2 separate regions of the Sus scrofa genome follow, and region 1 is linked to region 2. The links are chromatin contacts, called in public targeted proximity ligation maps. All regions are on one chromosome and are shown on one strand. The core of a region is the stretch at or near the end of the contact, and the rest is flanking DNA. Distances in the headings are between cores, read along the strand shown.

Region 1 (2,700 bases), core at 111-2,610, 160 kb after region 2:
GAAGGGACTTCTGTGCTGTGCGTGAATGGGTATATATTGGGATGCGGATGTGGAGTAGGATTAGCTGAGTATTAAGGCCCCTTCTGATGCTGATGTCTGTGATTCTGTGACAGTCCCCATCTAAGGGAAGTTTGTCTACAGTCCCTCAGATGTGATGCTTCCGGTTCACTACCCTTATCAGCTAGACCAGTGAGACTTACACGGGTTGTTCTTCATGTCTGTGCCCCTCCCCCTTCATTCTGCCCACTGCCGGGCTCCCAGCATAGACCTTGAAGAGACCCTGTCATGGGCTGCTTGAGGAATGCAGGAGTACTGGGGGTGTCTCCTGTCAGGCCGTGCTCTAAGACAGCCTGTGAGCAGGAACAGAAGAAGGGTCTGCTCCCAGGTGACGGGGCTGGGAGAACTCCCAGAGCGCTGAGGCCACTGAAAGTCCTGGAAGGTTCCTGGGACAGCTGCGGCTTGAAATGAGCCTGGAGGGGTAGTGGGGCTTTGATGGATGTGAGGGTAGAGGTGAGCATCGAGGAAGCCTAAGGAGCTGTGGGCTTGGGCAGAGGGGCTGGAGGGAGAGGAGGAGTGACAGGTCAGATGTCAGGTGGGTGCTCCCCTGGGAGAGCCTGACGCAGAAGGCTGGGGGCCAGCGTTAGAATCACCTGGAACTTCTCCAGCATTGATATCCAGGCTCCACCCTGGAGAGTGGTTTTAACTGGTCTGGTATGTGGCCTGGGCATTGAGATTTTTTTTTTTTTTTTTTGAGGTCCCCCAGTGACTCTAATGTGCAGGCAGGGAGCTCCTGTCACGGCTCAGCAGGTTAAGAACCTGACTAGGATCCATGAGGATGCGGGTTCCATTTCTGGCCTCGCACAGTGGGTTAAGGATCCAGCATTGCCACCAGCTGCAGTGTAGGTCGCAGACGTGGCTTGGATCCGGTGTGGTCCTAAAAAGACCAAAAACAATAATAATAATATGGAGGCAGGTGTGAGATGCTGTCCTGGACAGAGTTACCTGGCAGCAAGAAAACCACCTGGAACATAGTTCAAAATGCAGATGCGGAATCCAATGTGGAATCCAAATCGCCAGGCATGGGTCTTTAGTTTTTATAAGATCCCAAGGCAATGCTAACAGGCAGCCAGGCTGGAGAGCCAGAGAGATGAGGGACGGGCAGCCATCCCCTCTCACCAAAACACTGCAGTGGCTCTCGCCCCACCTGTATCTATTGTGGGCTGCTGCCTGAGCCCTGAGGTCAGTAACGCAGAACAAAAAGCAGACAGCTGACCATCCGCTCTCTTGCTCACACCACCTCTGTCCCTGAGCTCTCCCCACTGGCTTGGGCTTGGGGGTGGCCACCTCACCACTTGAGGCCTGAGTCACAGGCTGAGTCTTCTGTTGCAGGGGATGTGGGCACAGCATGTGACTCTCTGGGGGATGGCCAGCTATTAAACGTTCCCCTCCCTGCCTCCCCCCATTGGGGAAGTGTGATTCCAAAAAACGCCTTCAGCTCTGTTGTGAATTAGGAAGGGGAGGGAAAGTCAGACTTCACATGGGATTTGATACCCATGACCACTGCTCCTGTTTCTCCCTGTTTCCTACTCAGACTCACACCTTTTGTTCTCCCATCTACCCCTCAAAGGTTGCTCTTTGCCCTTCCTGCTTCCTCAGCCCCCAATAGTCTCCTGATGGTGCCAGTTTGCCTTTTTTTTTATTATTATTATTTTGTCTTTTTGGGTCATACCCACGGCATATGAAAATTCCCAGGCTAGGAGCTGAATTGGAGCTGCAGCTGCTGGCCTGTGCCATGGCCAGAGCAACGCCAGATCTGAGACGTGTCTGCCACCTACACCACAGCTCAGGGCAATGCTGGATCCTTAACCCACTGAGCAAGCCCAGGGATCGAACTGTGTCCTCATGGATACTAGCCACTATCACTGAGCCACTACAGGAACTCTGCTAGCCTGCCTTTTAACCTTGGAATTCCCCAGGCTCTTCTCTCGCACTCACTGCTGGGGCTTCCTGTTCAGCTGCACGGCAGGAACTGTGTTGCAGTGCTTGCTGCTGTGGGCGCTGCATTTTCAGCCAAAGAAAGAAGCCCTTTAGTAATGGGAACATAGGAAACAGTGAGTGAAGCTATGGATACTGCATTTGCTGATTTTCTTTTTTTCCTTTTTTTTTCTTTTTATCTTTTGTCCTTTTAGGGCCGCACCCGCAGCATATGGAGGCTCCCAGGCTAGGGGTCAAATTGGAGCTGTAGCTGCCGGCCTATGCCACAGCCACAGCAACACGGGATCTGAGCTGCGTCTGCAACCTACACCATAGCTCATGGCAACACCGGATCCTTAACCCAATGAGCGAGGCCAGGGATTGAACCCGAGTCCTCATAGTTCCTTGTCAGATTCATTAACCACTGAGCCACAAGGGGAACTCCTGATTTTTTTAATTGCAGTTGTTTTACAATACTGTGCCAGTTTTTGCTGTACAGCAAAATGACTCAGTCATACATTTATATACATTCTTTTTTAATATTATTTCCCATCCTGGTCTATCCTCGGAGATTGGATATAGTTCCCTGTGCTATACTATGGGACCTTGTTGTTTGTCCATTATAAATGGAATAGCTTGCATCTACTGACCCCAAACTCCTTGTCCACCCATGCCCTCCTCCCTCACCTCGGCACCCACAAGTCTGTTCTCTATGTCTGTGGGTCT
Region 2 (2,700 bases), core at 62-2,561:
CATAGGGTCCTCAGTAAAAATGCCTGTGCCAGCCCGCAGACCACCCTCACCCAGCTCAACTCTCCCTCTCTCTCCGGACCTCCTGGGCAGCCTGATGGCTGTGACCCAGAACAACAGCCACCAGGCTACAAGTCCCTCACAAGGCCCCACCAGAGAGCCGTTGGGCCACAAACTTCTGCTTTCCCCACCATTTAGCGTCATGAGCCGGCACCACGCCACTGCCTGCTTAAGCAAGTATAAAATAAAAACAGCAGCCTGGGCGTTGGGGGAAATGGAGGGCAAGTTCTTCCTGGCCTGATGCCTCATCCCCAGGCTTTATGATAAGGTTTTTGAACAGGGAGGGAGAAACTCCCTCCCTGACCCACTAGACTTCTGGTGTGGGTCCAAACGAGACACTCACAGAAAACCCACTTCTGACTTTCAAACCCTTAGCTCTCTTCCTCACGTTAATGGAGATGAGCTAGATTCCTTGGATTCAGGGGAGAGACACATTCTTTGCGTTTCTGTACAAGAATAGAGAGAAAGGCAAGGGGGATTCCGCCGCTGGGCTGGAACCTGCGACGGGAACAGCAGAGGCGCTGCCCAGGAATGTCACAACACCCGCGGGCCCGCCGGCTGGAGAAGGAGAAGAATTAGGACTCCCCCACCCCCACCGGAGCCCCCCTCCCGGCCGGCTCCGGGGTCAGGGGAGGGAGGGAGCGAAGAAGGAGCAGGAACACCCGCCCAAGGCAGCTCCGAACTATTTGCAGACGAACTGTCAAAGAAGACAGGCCACAGCGCTGGCTCGGCCCTCTGGACTTTGCCACTAACTTTCCTTTGCTGATCCCCAGCCCTCCCCCTCGAACCCTCTGGCTGGGCTTGAAATCAGCCCCTTCTTAGTCTCCAGCTCTCTCACCATGTCTCCGAGCGGCTGGGGCCTGGCGGCAGCAGAACTCGCCTAAATCGGTTTCCTCCCGGGCGGCCGTCGGTTCACTTCCTGCTTGTCCAACTTTCAGCCCGCCCCCGCCCACCTCGCATCCCGAGCCGCTCCGGCCACACCTCGCGCAGGTTCCCCAGGTAGGCGGGCACCCTCCACAGCCCTCCCAGTCTCCTCCCCTGCCAGGGCTTAGGCTTAAAGCCACAGGGCTCCCTGGCACCACAATTCTTCTCACGTATCAGGAACCAGGGAAAAAAAGATCAGGCAGCCCTCCTAGGTTTACTGACGTAGAAAGGGCAGCCATCTCCTCCCCCTCCCGCTTTTTTTGGCCGCCTCACGGCACATGGAATTCCCAGCCGACCAAAGCAGCCTGCGGCAACGCTGGATCCTTAACCCACTGTGCTGAGCTGGGGATCAAACCTGCGTCCTGGAGCTGCAGAGACGCTGCCAATCCTATTGCACCACAGCGGGAAGTCCCGCTTCTTTTTCTAAAGTCCTGAATATCTGACCCTCAATTCTTGGAGATTGAACTCAACTTTCAGCACCTTGTTCGCATGGGAACAGGATGCAGAGATGAACACTTTCTGGACAGACCTTGCTCCCAAGTCTGTTTTAGTGTAGAAAGCACTAAAACCCCCAGAGTCTGGAATGCTGGGATTCTGGGCTCTGGTGTCAGAAGGCTGCAGACCCTGAGTGAACCTCTGCCTGTCTGGGTTTTGCAGGTGCTGACGCTGACCTCAGAGGGTGGTGGTGAGGAATAAAAGGATAGAACATAGCATGTGCCTAGCACAGTGTCTGGAACCAAGGGCTGCCCACTGCTGGAATCAGGAAATGATGGCTCACCAACCCCCCTTTCCTTCCAGAGTTCAACAGTCCTGCATGTACGTCTCTTCAGGAGCCACCATGTGGGTTGGTGAGCCCTGTCAGAAACAGTCAGACGACTGCCCTATGGAGCAGGAAAAGGGGCCCAGGGCAAAGGATTTTTCCACCAACCTGGCTCCAGGCCAGAGAAAATCCACTCTTCCTGGATGGTGTTTATCAAGACAGAAGAACAATAACAGGGACGTGCAGAAGGGAACAAACATTCCTGTCCCATCCCAGAAGAGGTAACAGTTCCAAGAGGGAAATGTTAGTTTCTCTGACAAATGCTTTTTTAAAGAGTCTCATACATTTTGGACCTCTGGAGCATTTTGAGACCCTTAATTTTAATTTATAATGAAACCTTCTTCCAATTAGATAAGATTATTATCTTCTGCAGCTCTGAAATTTGGTGCATAGTAACAGCCTGCTTTCAGAGAATGTGGCTCCTGGACTCCTCAGCATCCTTAGAAAGGCTACAATGTGGCCAAGAAGAGGGAGGTCAGAACCTTTGATCTGTACTTGCTGCTGTCTAGTACAGTAGCCTTGGACCACAAGTGGCTGTTCAACATTTGAAATGTGGCTAGTCTGAACTCTGATGAGATTTAAGAGTAAATGAAACACACACACGGATTTCAGGTGTTCCCTTTGTGGTGCAATGGAAACAAATCCAACTAGGAACCATGAGGTTGCGGGTTCAATCCCTGGCCTTGCTCAGTGGATTAAGGATCCGGCATTACCGTTAGCTGTGGTATAGGTTGCAGATGCGGCTCGGATCCCGCATTGCTGTGTCCGTGGCACAGACTGGCAGCTGTATTCCAATTAGACCCCTAGGCTGGGAACCTCCATATGCCATGAATGTGGCCCTAAAAACAAAACAAACAAAAAACCCCCACAGATTTCAAAGACTTATTATGAGAGAATAC

Evidence for each region.
Region 1: a contact with region 2 is called in a targeted proximity ligation map of alveolar macrophages. A contact is called at or near these places in 1 of 5 promoter capture datasets (fetal skeletal muscle), 13 of 47 Hi-C or Micro-C datasets (blood, brain, embryonic fibroblasts and 6 more) and 2 of 2 datasets of targeted methods (alveolar macrophages and skeletal muscle).

What each region holds. Positions count from the first base shown.
Region 1 is chr3:59,354,126-59,356,825 of Sscrofa11.1, forward strand. The region is part of intron 3 of CAPG (macrophage-capping protein); the gene reads left to right. Among named protein-coding and RNA genes, the nearest start is that of CAPG, 20 kb to the left of the region's middle.
Region 2 is chr3:59,191,854-59,194,553 of Sscrofa11.1, forward strand. VAMP8 (vesicle-associated membrane protein 8) reads right to left here and starts at 1,312. Exons shown (of 3, transcript XM_003354743.4): 1 at 896-1,312. The coding sequence starts at 898.